Linked DNA regions of Mus musculus: region 2 is linked to region 1. A link is a contact called in public Hi-C data. All regions are on one chromosome and are shown on one strand. Each heading gives the region's core, a stretch centred on a gene start, on an enhancer-like site or on the middle of the called end of the contact. The rest is flanking DNA. Distances are from core to core; before and after follow the strand shown. Region 1 has its middle 46 kb from the start of Slc35f5. Region 2 holds the start of Gpr39 (G protein-coupled receptor 39).

The links. A called contact is a pair of places that touch in the nucleus more often than the background predicts.
Region 2: a contact with region 1 is called in a Hi-C map of pancreatic cancer cells, with 6 times the contacts expected there. The contact joins the promoter of Gpr39 here to the enhancer-like site in region 1. A contact is called at or near these places in 12 of 39 promoter capture datasets (the 3T3-L1 cell line, 3T3-L1-derived adipocytes, the HPC-7 cell line and 7 more), 1 of 15 datasets of contacts at CTCF or cohesin (stem cell-derived epiblast-like cells), 54 of 484 Hi-C or Micro-C datasets (the 63-12 cell line, the AML12 cell line, the C2C12 cell line and 24 more), 5 of 115 datasets of contacts at active chromatin or transcription factors (the HPC-7 cell line, astrocytes, intestinal crypt epithelium and 2 more) and 2 of 9 other capture datasets (embryonic stem cells and pancreatic islet).

The regions. Positions count from the first base shown.
Region 1 is chr1:125,603,275-125,611,201 of GRCm38.p6, reverse strand. No RefSeq gene overlaps it. Among named protein-coding and RNA genes, the nearest start is that of Slc35f5, 46 kb to the right of the region's middle. Within about 2 kb of position 3,826, at least 10 of the 459 cell types and tissues checked have an H3K27ac peak or open chromatin away from gene starts, as enhancers often do. A contact at or near this core is called in the HPC-7 cell line and pancreatic cancer cells, where this site is marked.
Region 2 is chr1:125,674,247-125,682,173 of GRCm38.p6, reverse strand. Gpr39 (G protein-coupled receptor 39) reads right to left here and starts at 5,178. Exons shown (of 2, transcript NM_027677.2): 1 at 3,982-5,178. The coding sequence starts at 4,837.

The sequences.
Region 1 (7,927 bases), core at 2,577-5,076:
AGGAATGATCAAAGAACTTCAGTCAGTGTTTCTCCTAGAATTACATAGAAATAGCCTATATGCTCAGGAAAAAAAAATACTTAGCATTCAGGGTCATTAGAGAAATGCAAACACAGACCTCAAGGCCCCTGACAGTAGATGGACCATCAGCCCTGAACTTTATGTCTAAAATAATTCCCTTGTAGTGAGAATGTCACAACAACAGCCACGGGCACAGGAACCTGGCTGGTCATATTGCATCTTAAGACAGAAGGTAGGTCTAGGCTATAAAACTCAAGTGACTCACTTCCTCCAGGAAGGTTCTACCACCTGAAGATTCTAGAGCCTTTCAGAGCAGTGTCACTACCTGGAGATGAGTGGTCAAATGCTGAGTATTATGGGAGACATGTCACATTCAGACATAATCACTGTCATATTAGCTGGGGTTCTAGAGGAACAGGACCAGTGGGGCCTGTCTGCTCACTTCCCCGATTGCTGAAGATGAAGGCTGAGTTCCATGATGAACTATGAGCAAACTGGAGATTCAGAGGCTGGAGTCAGCACAGTGTGAACTCCTGAGAGTCAGAGAGCTGATGGTGTGGGAACCTCTCCCGGGAATCAGGAAGCCCTTGCTCAAGGGGTCAAGCAGAACTAGCTCAAGCCCCCTCTGCTTTTAGACTCTATCTAAGCCTTCAATAAACTAGATGACCTCACATACCCTCGAGAATCCTTTATTCCTTCCATCCACTTATTCTGGTGTTCCCCTATCTGGGAACACCCTCACAGACACACCCAGAAAGGAACATTTAACCACCTATCTATGGATCTAGTGGCCCAATCAAGACAGCACTTAAAATTAAACCATCCTAGGCACAGAAGAACAACAGAAATCAAGAATCACAATGATATGCCACTTCAGCATGCTGGGATATCCTAATGAAAAATAAAGTCTGGCTGAGGAGATGGCTCAGTCAGTAACGTGCTTGCCTTGCATGCAGAAGACCTGAACTAAATCCACCAGAACTCACATTTTAAAAAAAGGCATGTCAGCTGAGGGGGTGGACACAGGAGGATTCCTGAGTCTTGCTGACTGGCTAGCCTAGACTATTAGGTAAGTCTAGAGTCAGTGAGAGATGCCTTCTCATAAGAATGAGGGGAATGTATGCCAGTGCCTGGCAAACACATAAGTGGATGCTCACAGTCATCTATTGGATGGAACTCAGGGCCCCCAATGGAGGAGCTAGAGAAAGTACCCAAGGAGCTAAAGGGATCTGCAACCCTATAGGTGGAACAGCAATATGAAATAATCAGTACCCCCAGTGTTGTGTCTCTAGTTGTGCATGTAGCAGAGGATGACCTAGTCGGCCATCAATGGGAGGAGATGCCCTTGGTCTTGTGAAGATTGTATGCCCCAGTACAGGGGAATGCCAGAGCCAGGAAGCAGGAGTAGGTGGGTGGGGGGAGGGTATAGGTGACTTTCGGGATAGCATTTGAAATGTAAATTAAGAAAATATCTAATAAAAATATTGTTAATACATGCTCCACTATGTTCATAGCAGCCTTATTTATAATAGCCAGAAGCTGGAAAGAACACAGATGCTCTTCAACAGAGGAATGGACACAAAAAAAATGTGGTACATTTACACAATGGATACTACTCAGCTATTAAAAGGAATGAATTTATGAAATTCCTAGGCAAATGGTTGGACCTGGAGGGCATCATCCTGAGTGAGGTAACACAATCACAAAAGAACTCAAATGATATGTTCTCACTGATAAGTGGATATTAGCCCAGAAACTTAGTATACCCAAGATATAAGACAATTTGCAAAACACATGAAACTGAAGAAGAACGAAGACCAAAGTGTGGACACTTTGCCTCTTCTTAGAATTGGAAACAATCACCCATGGAAGGAGTTACAGAGACAAAGTTTGGAGCTGAGACAAAAGGATGGACCATCTAGAGACTGTCATATCCAGGGATCCATCCCATAATCAGCTTCCAAACGCTGACACCATTGCATACACTCGCAAGCATTTGCTGAAAGGACCCTGATATAGCTGTCTCTTGTTAGACTAGGCTGGGGCCTAGCAAACACATACGTGGATGCTCACAGTCAGCTATTGGATGGATCACAGGGCCCCCAATGGAGGAGCTAGAGAAAGTACCCAAGGAGCTAAAGAGATCTGCAACCCTGTAGGTACAACAACATTATGAACTAACCAGTACCCCGGAGCTCTTGACTCTAGCTGCATATGTATCAAAAGATGGCCTAGTCGGCCATCACTGGAAAGAGAGGCCCATTGGATACGCAAACTTTATATGCCCCAGTACAGGGGAATGCCAGGGCCAAAAAGTGGGAATGGGTGGGTAGGGGAGTGGGGGGGAGAGTATGGGGGACTTTTGGGATAGCATTGGAAATGTAATTGAGGAAAATACGTAATAAAAAATATTTTTTAAAATGCTGTTAATAAAAAGCAAAACAAAAGAAACAAAAAAAGAATGAGGTGAATGCTACCTGAGGAATATGTGTGAGATTTCCCTTTGGCCTCCACACAGATCAGGGTTCTATGTGTGCTAAGCGAGCGAGCGTGCTACCACCTGAGCTTCATCCCTAACCATACAAATAAAATTTAAGGAAGAAAGAGTGTTATCCTCCCAGGAGTGAGATGCCAGTTTAAACTACTCCCAACTTCTGTAATTCCCTCTCAGAACGGCAAATGTTAAAAAGATTAGTGATACACATGTTTTCAGAGGTGTTGAGAAATAACTACCATGCATTATTACGGGTACAAAAGTGAAGGGACACACTCCCTCTAGAAATCACCTGGGCAGCAAACCACAACGTGCAGAGGCTGGCAGGGTGGCCCAGTGAGTATAAAGGCACTTGTTGCTAAACCTGAAAGACCTACTCGGTAGAAGGAAAGAACTGACTCTGAAAATTGACTTCTGATCTCCACATGGGTGTGTGTGTGTGTATGTGTGTGTGTGTGTGCGCGCACACACACACACACACACACACACCAGACTGGAGCAGCTGTTGCTCTTGCAGAGGACTTGGATTCAATTCCCAGCACCCACTTTGGGCTCCACACAACTGCCACTTCCTCTAGCTCCAGCGTTTTTTGATACTCTCTTCTGACTTTCGCAGGCAGATACACATACCTAAGCATTTTTTTTTATCTTAAAAGTTTTTAATAAGTAAAGATGTATAAAAATATGAAAAATGCAACAGGAAGGGTCCCAGGGTGACACAGTAGTCCTCCTTCCTGCCGTGGCCACCATGCACTTTTCTCTTCCTGGTTTTTCTCCTCACTTTCCTAATCGCCACTATATGCCTCAAGGGAAGTCAATAAACGGGCAATAATTCCCTTAAACTCTGTGAAATTAATTTCTTTTTGACTATCGGAATTGGCACTTCAGAAAAAACCTAGATGCCTTAATAATTAAAAAGAAACCTTAAAAGTTCCTCCTCTGAAGGTTCATGGCTATAAAAGTAATAAATGAAGCGCTCAAAATGCTGTGCTGTGGGTCGGGCTAATAATCCCAGCCTGCAGGATTCTGCAGTTTAGTCAACCATCAGCATCCGTGCTGCCATAGCGCCCCCTGCTGGCCAAAGGCAAGCAAGTTTTAGTGGGACTGTCAAGCCCTATGAAGAGGGCTGTCTTTTGCTAAAGATCTCAGTGTTCCCTCTCCAGCCTTGGAAAGGGGTGTGTGTGTGTGTGTGTGTGTGTGTGTGTGTGTGTGTGTGTGTGTGTGTGTGTAGAGCAAGCGCTCTTAGCTGCTAAGCCATCTTTCCAGTCCAGCCCTCCTCCAACTGACTTTCATGTTCCTTTTGTTGCTGCCGTGCCCCACTGCATTTAATTAGAGCTGACTGTGTGAGCATGGGTGGAAAGCTATTTGCTTGAGCAAGACCATCCTGTGACGTTCTTAATCTCAGCTGCTGGCATTTGCGCCCTTCGCTGCCCTGCTGCTTGGCTGTTTGTACCAGAATCCCTCCAGAAACCCACCTCTGTTCCTCTTGCAGTGTCCCCAGGCTGCTGCCCCTATAACCCACGGCCCTCAGTTCCTGCACTCTAAGTGACCAGCTGGGTCCTCAGTCACTACCCCATCTCAGCCACCATTTTCAGTCCCACTGATCTCACAATTCCAGGTCTTAAACTAAGATCTGTGGATGAGACAGTCTAAACACTATCCATCTGGCTGCCTATTCAAACTGCAGATTCCTGGGGCTTGTGAATAAGATCTTCTGAAGGGCTGGAGCCAACAATTAAAACTAGTGTGTGTGTGTGTGTGTGTGTGTGTGTGTGTGTGTGTGTGTGTGCTGTTTGTCTGTCTGTGTCTCTGTATCTCTGTCTCTTTTACGTGTGCGCGAACACACGCGCACACACACATTCCTTGGTTTTTTGGCCTGTTTTTTGTTGTTGTTGTTGTTGTTATTGTTTGTGTTGTTTTCAGTTTCTCCAGACCACATGATTTTCTGTAGAAAATTTCTGTGGCTTGTAACCCTGTGAATAATTAGTGTAAAACACTCATTCTTGCCTTCAAGGCTTTGGGCAAATTATTCAATATATTTTACATCCCCTTCCTCTTTGAAGACTGGCTATGTCTCCTGTCCCACTGAGGCCAGGTGTGGCCATGTCTGGCTTTGGCCACTGAGTTGTTGCTTGTATCAGTGATGCAGGCCACCTCTAGGAAGGCACTAGCACACTTGTCCCATACTGTACTTTCACAGTATTGATAGCATCTGAGACACAGCTGTTTCTTCAGGTTACGCAGGACAGACACCAGGGAACAGAGCTGCTGGCTGAACAGAAGAGAATGCAGTACGCAGGGTAATTCGAGAAAGAAACCAAGGTGCCACTGTAGCTTCAAAAAGCTTTTGATACTACATCTAAGTCTGCCTAGGCAAGCTGACACCAACACTCACAGTTTACAACACTAGTTTCTATTGCTTTCTACATCCATTATTTTTGTGTTGCTGTAAGAAAATACCAGACCAACAAAGAGGTTATCTTGGTTCCTAGTTTGAGGGCGCAATCCGCCATGGTGGGGTAGGCATGGTGGCAGGAGTGATGCGGCTGCTCACACTTCATCCACAGTCAGGAAGCAGAGGGGTGAACGCTTGTGCTTAGCTCACTTTCTTCTTCTATTCAGTTCAGAGTCCATGAATATGGTGCTGCCCAGAGCTGGGGTGATTCTCCCCACCTCAGTGCATACAAACTGGATCATTCCTCACAGGCACCCCCGAAGGTCCGTGGTTCCAAATCCTTTCAAGTTGACAGTCAGCTTTAACCTCCCCAGCTCCTAACACTTTGTTAATCTAGTTCCAAAACACCTTGCCCCTAGGATCTCACAGACCTGCCCAGTTTTACAAAATTGTTTGCTTTCTTCTCCCCTGGACTTCTCAAAAACCGACCTTCACCTTCAGTGTCTACTCAATGTCACCTTCTGGATTAATGGTTCTCCACCTGAGGGCTGCGGCCCCTTTGCAAGGGTGGCTGAGACCGTAAGAAAACACTGATTCCTAACAGAAGCAAAATTAGTTATGAAGTAGCAATGGGTATACTTTTATGCCTGAGGGCCACTCCAACACAAGGGACAGTATTACAGGGACACAGTATTAGGAAGGTTGAGAACCACTGTTCTTCATGCAGCCTTTCTTTCTTCACGATGGCTGAGAATGCCCCCTCTTCTCGATCATCTTCCAAGGCAACATCTGCAACCCATTCACTGTTGTTGTTTTCGTATGTTTTTGTACAACGTGCATCTCCAAGAGCATCCATCCCTTGACACTGAAGCATGTGCCATTCACTGAGGGACTCCCCGAAGCTTCTCTGATACGTGTTCCCCCTACACAGATGTGTTGGATTTAATTACCTTTCTCAACGCAAGAGCTGTTATTTAGTATACACATAATATTTGTACAGGTAGATTTCAAAGAACATTTACCAGAGCCATTGAGCAAGCAGAACTGAGAGGTGGGTAATGTTATTTATAATAGAAAAGATGCCTAGTGAGTCAGAGGTAACTCAAGGTTTCTGTCTATCTTTCTGTTTATCTCTCCCTGTGTGTCTCTCTCCCCTCCTTTCCCTAATTACACATGAGAGGTCATCTGCCAATAAATAAATAAATAAATAAATAACCTTCACCTTTATCTCTTGCTCTCCCGTGAATATTCCAAGTCGTCTTTAAGATTTAATTTTACGATTAATTGTGTGAGGCTATGTGTGTGGACGTGCTTATCGCAGCACACTTCTGACAGTCAGGGGACAGCCTGTGGGAGACTGTTTTCCTCTCGTGTGGGTCCTAAGAGCTCAAACTGAGGGAGGGCATCAGAGTTTGGTGGCAAGTACCTTTACCCACTGAGCCATCAATCCAGATTTAATGGGTACCAGTGGGAAACCCAGAGCAGAGGCTCATTCTGTGTGCTCCAGGATTGCCAATGACCTCTCTCTGGGCTCTGTATTATTTAAATTAGCCAGCCTTCTAGTTTAAGGGCAATGGGACAATGATTTTTCCATTTCTGACTGAATTATCTAGCCTATGTTTTTTACATTTAGGAAAAGGTACATCCCCACGTAACACTTCAGACTCAATTAATTCTAATTCCCGTTTCAAAACAAATGTGCACAGAATCCCAGCAGCAAAGGGAGCCTCATTCTCAATGACCGGTAGCTGGGACTTTTATAAAGCTCCCTTCTGCTTCTAACAACCCGATGCCCTCCCAGACATTTTGGCCTTAATTGGGAAGCTGCTTCAGCTGTTTTGAGTCGATTTGAAAAGGATCGGAGATGTTACTTTTGGACTGCTTACCAGTATTATGCTACATGGTATTTTACTGCAAACTGAAGATGCTTTGTACATATTAGGGGCTGAAAGTTGCTTTGCAGAGCACTCCACGCCTGCTGAGAGAGCTATAGAAATGGATTGTCTCTTCAGAGTCCTCATTATCTCAGGAGGAGAAGCATTCCTACTGTCAAAACCTCAAATGACACACACAACAGAAAGACATCCGGCTTTTTGTCAATCACTAAGTCAGCGTTTTTTCTAAGCCATGTTCTCTGGGATGGAAATATCTCTGCACAAGACAGCAAAAGAACAAGAGCTCGCTGATCAAATACATTTAAAGAAAATTAAATTGGACCTTGTCTTAGCTTCCCTTCTCTTGTTGTGACATGATATCCTGAAAAGAGCAACTTAAGGAATAAGGGATTTATTTGGGTTTACAGTTCCAAGAGATACAGGTCATCACCGTGGCAAAGAAGACACGGAAAGAAGTCGGGAAGACATTTTGGCAGGAGCAGGGGGGCTGGCTGATCCCATTGCTCCACACTGAGGAAGCAGAGAGTGAAGGCAAAGTGGGCGGGGACTATGAAGCCTCCAGCCCCACCCCCCAGTAACCCACTTCCTCCAGTGAGGCTCCACCTCCTAAGGTGTCACAATCTTCCCAAATAGTAGGACAATTGAGCATCAAATGTTCAAACACAGGAGCCTAGAAGAGACATCTATTCAAACCCCATCAGACTATGCCCAGTTGAAAACTTCCTCATCCTTAAAATCCTCTTTCTGTATACAAGACATTCATCATGTCATGGAATGCTGGAGTGAACTGAGAACCTATATCATCCAGCTCAATCATGGAATCAGCTTTTGTTATGTTTTGCTTTGTAATTCTCATTAAGTCAACCAAGGGCACTCTGGTACTGAGCAGTATGTATTTTCAGTACACATATAACAGTATGTATTTCCAGTACATATATAAATTAGAGGTGCTTATGTGTGTGCATACTAAATACACATACACAAATACACACATATAAACATATATGCACATACACATACATATACGTATACGTATGCATGCATATGTATGATTGTCCTCTTCGTTCTGGGATGTTGCATGGCTGGGTATGGCCTATTGATAACCACTACTTTAGCAAAAGC
Region 2 (7,927 bases), core at 3,929-6,428, 70 kb before region 1:
GGGAGAGGAAGAGAAGGAGGGAGGGAGAAGGAGTGACAAGGGAGAGAGCGAGGGAGGGAAAGAGGAAGGAAAAGGGAGGGACAGGGGAGGGACAGGCAAGGCAGGAGTTTTCAGGAACAGGCACTTTTGCATTATCAGGGTTTATCCTGCAAATTGCTTGTGGCCTATTGGGCATCTTGGCACTGTTTTCTCTCCCAGGATCCCTCATTTTTTTCTCATTATTTACCAGCTCAGCACCTCAATACAGTGGAGGGATAACCACGAAAATATGCAGAAAAGAAAATTAATAATTGCTACAATGGCTTCCTCATCTTGCTTGGGTTGATGAATTTTGGCTCCATTATCCAGAAGTTAGAAAAATTTTTTAACAATGAGGAGGGAACCTTTAATTGATTTTTTATTGCTTCAAGTGCTCTGAAGACATACTGTGTTTTGTCGTCATTTACACTTCATATTAAATTCAAAACATGTTTGAAATGAGCAAATATTTATTCTCATTTGATCCATCTGTTAAGTGCAATACTAAAAAGACAGCTAAATCACTATATTAAATTCAGTGGTTTATAAACAATTTATATGTTCATTTGTTCTGGGTTAAAATGCCCCAAAGCGCAAGTTTATGAAACCCACAAAGCAAATTGCATCGTATTAATCTGATGGATGTAAGCCATGGCTTCCTCCTCCTCGCTTCATTAATCTACTCCCTAACTTGAGTTAATTAGTGAGGCTCCTATTTTTAAAAGTTCTTTGAAATACACTGGAGAGGGGTGACAGCATTTGCTCAGACCGCTTTGAAAACCTACCACAGAGAAGACGGGCTAAACACAAATGGCAAACTTCTCAGGGTCTCATCACACACTGAGTACCTGATTGTCAGTCAGCAATGTCTATGCTGGGAGCCAGTGGGTGATTAATATAGCGTTGTTATAAAGAATCCGCAGACGCCTAGATAGGAAGGAGGAACTCATTTGAAGCAATTCCTACTGTAAGAAATTATCTCCAACGCGCGGCCATATATACCAAGTAGAGGCTGACGTTCACCGGAACCGGAACTGGGGGACGAACTACCATCCCCTCAGAGAAATGGGAAAAAAGCAAAAAACAGAGATGGTCAGACAGTAAAAGCAGGGTCTATGGCGATGGCGCTGTGGTTAAGAGCACTTGCTACCCTTCCAGAGGACCAGGTTCAGTACCCAGAACCCACAGAGCACAACTCCCTGTAACACCAGCTCCGGGAGATTCAATGCCTTCTTCTGGGCTCCTTGGGCACCTTCATGCACACGCGTGTATTCACACACACACATAAACATACATTAAAAATAAACTCTTCAAAGTATAAACAGTGGATAACAGTTTAAGATGGTGTCTAAGGGAACTTAGGAGGGAAAAGAAACTTCTTGCCAAATGTTCAAGCGACCAAACACGATTTCTGTCCCTCCTGGGATATTTTGAGCAACAGACAGGGGGCGACAGATTGTATTGGCTTAAGGACCCTTGCCATGTCCCAAGCCATGTTATTTCACAGGACTCCCCACTCTGACTCCCAGAGCATTAGTCTGCAGACCTCACGTAGCTCGTTCCTTCCTTGCCTATGCCCTGCCTTACACCATTTTCCTTCCACCCGGACTGTGGAAGTCTGGGCCAGACCCTCATTCCCCCCCATGTGATGGGGTTTGGATGATGTTGTTGTTTGTTTATAAACACAGTGTTATAGATGCTAAGCTGTGAACTTTTGATCCTCCAGCTTCCACGCGCTGAGTGCTGGGTGGCAGCTATACATGCTCACTTTCCCATTTGATGCCATGTCAGAGCCAGAACCTAGGGCTTCATGCGTGCTAAGGACTCTACTAACTGAGCCACCACCCCAGCACATATCATAAAATGGAAACATATACTGCCCAGCGCAGCCATGGCAGAAGAGAAGGGAAGAGAAAAGGCATCAAGATTAATATGAAAGACCCTGAGCTACACACAGGGAGCAGAGCATGCAGAGTATACAATTGTAGAATAAGGTGAGCGCCCACAAAAGAGTACAGCTCCAAGAACCCAGGGCCATAAGGCATCCAAACTTCTTTTTTTCCCACTCTCTGGCCCATTTCTTTGCTTGGGAGTAACCTCTTTCATGGTAAACTATCTATGTCGCTCCCACCATCTAAATGTCCTTCATCCAATTCCCTGTGCAAGAACTTAGAAATCCCAGTTGGCACCCTGGGCTCCCCTTCCATGCCAGTAATACAGCTCTTGGTGCCACAGGCTCATCCAAGACGTACAAGCTGGTCTCTTACCATTTTCTTGGATTAAAACCAATTCGGCAGCTGGCCCACCCTCAGCCAAAGGAAGGGCCAACTTAAGACTCACGTGCCTTCCAACCCTGGAACTGCTTGCACAAGTTTCAAACAACCCCAGGATTGATTTTTCTCAGGAAACAACACTGATGAGGAGAAGAATGTGTGTAATCTCAACTCTCCCTTGACCAAGCTCCCACTCACATACCTATGACATCACTTTTTCCTTGTTTTTGCTGAAAAATATTTTTAGCAGCCTTTGGTGACATGTGTTATAGATGTCTGGGTTAAAGCCCTGGCTCCCAGAGGTCAGTAACAAAACCCTTCTGGTTTGGGTTGGTTTGTCCTTTAAAAATTTTTTTATTATTATTCATATGTGTATATATCAGGGGCAGGTGACTAAGCTGTCCAGAAGAGGCAGTCATGGCCCCCGAGCTGGAAGTGTTACAGGTAGCTCTGAGCCACTAGGCGAGGGTGCTGGAACTCCAAGCAGGGTCTGCTGGAAGAGCAGTTCTCTTTCCTGTGGAGCCATCTCTCTAGCCCTTAATTCAGGATTTCTTGTTTTGCTCTGTATTTGGTTTTGTTTTAGGGTATCATAGAACCCAGGGTAGCCTCAGATTCACTATATAGCCAATTATGACCTTAAACTTCTGATATTCCTGCTTCTACCTCTCAAACGATAGGATTACGAGTATGGGACACCACACCAAGTTCATGTAGTGCTGGTGGAGGCACTTGGGGCTTCCAGCATGCTAGGCGAGCACTCTCCCATTCAAGCCCCATCTCCAACTTCCCATGACTCTCTTCTGAAGGTTTTGGGGTCTTATATATAACTGGTTCCCTAGAATTCATCCCCTTAAGCCCAGAGAAGACCCTTAATTTCAAATACTTGCATCACCACCAAGTTTTGGAAGCAAACGCCTCTCTCTCTCTCTCTCTCTCTCTCTCCCTCCCTCCCTCCCTCCCTCCCTCCCTCCCTCCCTCTCTCCCTCCCTCCCTTCCTTTCTCTCTCTCTTTCTCTCTTTCCATCAGAAGTTGGGGTGTAGAGAAATGTCGAGGTCAGCTCATCAGATAAACCGAAATCCCTGCTATGCCTCACTGTACTAAGAAGGTACATGGCCCAGCAGAAATCTAAGCAGGGAGTGCTCACATACATCTCAGAGTGAGCAGATCAAAGCTCAGTTTCTTTAGACTTGTAGATCACAGCTGCTAGAAATAGCAGTCTAAAGAGCAAGTATCCCTGAGAAGCCAGTTTCTTCCAAAGAGGAGAAAAACAAATTCGGACAAAATTTCCCTGCCGAGTTAAGGCTCTCTGGCCTAAGGATCCAGTAAGATAGCAGTATCTCTCTTTATCTCTGAAGGACTTGTCCCTGTCCAAAGGAACTCTCACTCGACCTGGGTGATTTCATTTGTCCCTCTTATCACCCAGTATCTTTATCTAAGATACTTTGTTTATAGCCTGAAGTCATAGGAATAATGTACCAGACCTTTCAATGTCACAGGCCACATTTTTCCTAAACACAAAGAAGAGACATCTCCCCCGCCCCCCCCTCCCCGCCCCCCAATAAGCACCAAGACCTTTATTTAGCTGCTGCTTTTTAGCCTCAGTGAACTCCGGGTTTCACTTCTCGGGCCAGAAGGCCCACGTCCCCCCTCCTCCCCCCAGCCCCCTCTCCCCACCGCGACCTAGACTCACTCAGGAATATGATGGTCTGTCTTCTTGCTGTCCGGCTCTCCTCACTCTCTGACTTCCTCAGCTGGAGCTGTGGCCCGGTCCCTGCAAGAGTGCCCTGCTTGCTCTTCATTAGCACTTTCATCATATTCCAACACATGAAAGCCACAGACGCCAGGACCACCAGGTAAACAGCAAAGGCCCCAAAGATGCTGGACTGGAAGACCTCCCAACGGTTGGAGAGGTTCGTGCAGATGGACATATTGGAGTTTCCAGGTTCATCGTGGTGGCGGGTGCGAGAGAGGTTGCAGTTGAGTCCCTTGTGAGTGGGTACGTTTACCAGAGGGTACTCGATACCCATGGCAAAGAGCAAAGGCAGTGCCACCAGGGCGGAGGTGACCCATACAAAGCCAATCAGCAGTTTCACCTGGCGAGGTCCAGACACTGCTTTATACTTGAAGGGATGACAAATGGCAATGTAGCGCTCAAAGCTGAGGGTCAGCACGTGCAGCAGTGTGGCGTAGCTGCACGTCTCAAAGAGGAACGTGTGGAGCTTACAGGACAGAGCATAGCTGGGTGTGGTCAGGGGGTTCCAAATGATGCTGTAGAACTCCATGGGCATGCCAATCAAAAAGACCAAGATATCTGAACAAGCCAAACTGACCATGTGATCTGTCACCTCCTTCTGCAAATAGCCCTTCTTCTGCAATACCTGCGTAACCCTGATGGTGACGCTGTTGCCCAAGATGCCTACCACAAAGATGATCAGGTACACCAAGATGAGGGTGATTTTGATCCAAGTGGCCACCTCAAATTCAGGAACATGGCTGTGATCGATGACACGGGAGCAGATGTGGTTGGAGCCACTGGATGAAGCCATGAGGAAGAGAGACCCAGACCACCAGGTCCCCAAATGTCTCCACTGCCCTTTCTTCGGCCTCCCAAAGAAGCCCCGCAACTCACCAGCGTGGGCGCAACACTTTTCTGTCACTGTGGTTGGCTGGCCAGGAGTGACTTAGTTTTTCGGCTCTCTCATTGTAACTTCCTGGAATAATTCACCCTAGAATCCCTGGCGACGCAGTGGGTGGCGGTGGGGTTTGGAGATAGTCACTCCGGGTGAGGAGGGACCAGTCCGGAGGAGGCTCTGACCTCCCTACTCAACTCTGAGTAAGAGCCGCAGAACTCTGTCTGGCGGCGGATCCTCCTCTCCCTTCCAGGTCCCTGGCACTGGCCTCCCCGACTGCCTTTCAGAAGGGAAGGGAAGAGGTCTCACACGGGTCAATCATTAACCACAGCCCATTCTGCTTAGCAGCCTGCAGCAGAACCAGCCCAGCCAGCCTCAGGGTCTGACTCAACACAGATTGTGGCAGGAAAAGGAACAGCACCTCCCCACCCCCTCGCTCTTGCAGCCTTCTCCTGGCCAGTCTTTGAGGTTTCTTGGGACCGGCAAACCGAGTAGGTGTGGCACCTGGGAAGGCGGAGGTCTCTCCCGGCCATGGAGAGAGGCAATCATCTATAAACTCCTGTATCTGAGATGCCCTGCCTTGCAAGACTGGTTGGGCTGTGGCTTGCCCTGAAAACTCTGCAAGTGCGCTCCCAGTAGTGCCTAGGTTATAAGATACCCAGGTATTTGCAATGAATTACTACCTGGAAGTCATCCCCAACCTGGCTAATAAGACCATTTTTGAAGTCTGGCTTGGCTCCAAGCCTCCTCATGTGCATAGTGCACGCTGCCTCTCCATACCGCAGTTGGTGGTTGTGTCACGAAGCCATTCTCTCCCCAGGGGCTGGGAATGTAGGTGGATGCGAAAGGGGTGCCTGTGTTCTAGATACCTGGTTAGGGAAGCAAGTCCTTCAAGGGAAGCTGTTTCCACAAGCTAGAGGACCACAGCAGGAGCTCATGGGCTCTCAAAGAGGTCCCGTCCCCCCTCACCCCTCTCACCCCCCTCACACACACACACCCCTCCTCTTAAACGGGTGGAGGGATTCTAATGCTCAGGTTGAGCTTTTCAGTGTAGAAATTCCATGTAACTCTAGAATCGAAAATCGAAAGAAAGTGAGTGGACATATGCACCCAACAGTCAACGTGTGTGCAGACATTGCTAAGTGGGGACTTGGGGAAGTCACTGTAAGCCAAGCACTACTGTCCTGAAGAATTAGACTGTGTATAGTCCCTACCCATCCTGACAACAGCTTTTCCTTGTCTGGATCACCATACCTGGGTTAACACTTCAAAGACAGAAGATAACTGAGTCCCCTTGGGTCATAAAATTACTTCTTTGGGTTGGTTGTCTATTGCTTGTTTTTTGAAAGATGGTTTCAGGTAACACAGGCTGGCTTCCAACACCATATAGGCCAGTAAAATCTTGAACTCCTGATCCTTCTGCCTCCCCCTTCCAAGTGCTGGAATTTCAGGCATTTAACACCACTCTTTGTGAGACATTGAGACCTAGGGCTTCACAAATGCTGGACAAACCCTCTACCAACTGAGCCACATCCCCCACTCTGTGTGAAATCTTAAGAAAAATTCAAATACATAAAGACAGGAAGCTGAGAAGGGCAATTCCCAGAGACAGCGAAGGAAAGGAGGTGCACTGAAGGGTGCTGGTTTGCAGTTGTACAGGGTAAATGTATCTAGATATTATTAACTCAAGTCCCCTAACTTGGGACTTAAGTTAATAGTACTTTGAGGCTCAATAAGTATAGCAAGAGACCACAGGTGTAACACACTTAACAGTAGCTCTGGGGCACAAGGAAACAAGGGAATTGTTTGTAGTCACCTTTTCACTGTGTGTTTTAGCTTGCTTTGGGTTGCTATGTTAACAAACTCCTAGCCAAAGCAACTTGAGGTGAAGGGCTTTTACTTGGTTTTTACTCCCTAGGTCAGTCTTGGAGGGAAGTCAGGGTAGGAACTGAAACAGAACACATGGAGACTCAGGATTTGCTAGCTTACCCACGCTCCAGGCCTGCTAGCTTCTTTCTCATCCACCCCAGGGCTACCTGTCTAGGGATGGCACTGCCCACACTGGGATGGATGACCGTACTGTAGAATAGTGAAAAAGAGCCATAGTTATCACCCTGCCCCCAAATCAATTCCAAGCAGATCAGAGACCTCAACGCTGAATTGCTAGGGGAAAACAGACATGGGTGCAGGAAATACAATTCCATTTGTCCAGGAATTAAGGCCAACAATTCACAAATGGGACCTCATAAAATTTAAAAGCTCCTGTACACAAAGAAAACCATCAATCAAGTGAGGAGGAAGCCCCCAGAGTGGAGGGGGGGAATCCTTGCCATCTATACACCCAGTAGAAGATTATTATCCAAAATAGATAAAGAACTCAGAGAAAAAAAAAACAACAAAGAATCAAGAAAATAAATTACTGAATTAAAAAGTGGTGTACGTAGGTGGACAGAGTTCTCAAAAAAAAAAAAAAGAAGAAGATGGCTAAAAAATATATCTTTAAGTGTTTAACTCCTTAGCAATAAGGAAAATGTAATTTGGAAACTATTTTGAAATTTGATCTTACCCCAGTCATAATATCTAAGATCAAGAAAACAAACAACACAAATGCTAAAGAGAATGCTGGGAAGGGGAACCCCCTCCACTGCTGATAGACCTGAGACCTGGTGCAGCCACCGTGGGAATCAGTGAGGAGAACTCTCAAAGAGCTGAAAGTAACCTGGCATAAGGCCCAGCTGTGGCACTCCTTGGCATATATGCAAAGGGCCTCAACCCTACTTCACGGACACTTGCTCCCTCAGCCATGATCAATGCAACTCTAGTGACAAGAGTTAGGAAATGGAGAAACAACCTATGTGTCCTTCAACCAATGCATGGACATGAAAATGTGGCACACATGTACAATGGGCTACTACTTGGCGGTAAAGAAAACAGAAACTAAAGATTCAGGAACTAGAATATATTTACTGAGTGAGGTAACCCAGAAAGATAAGCATCCCTTGTTCT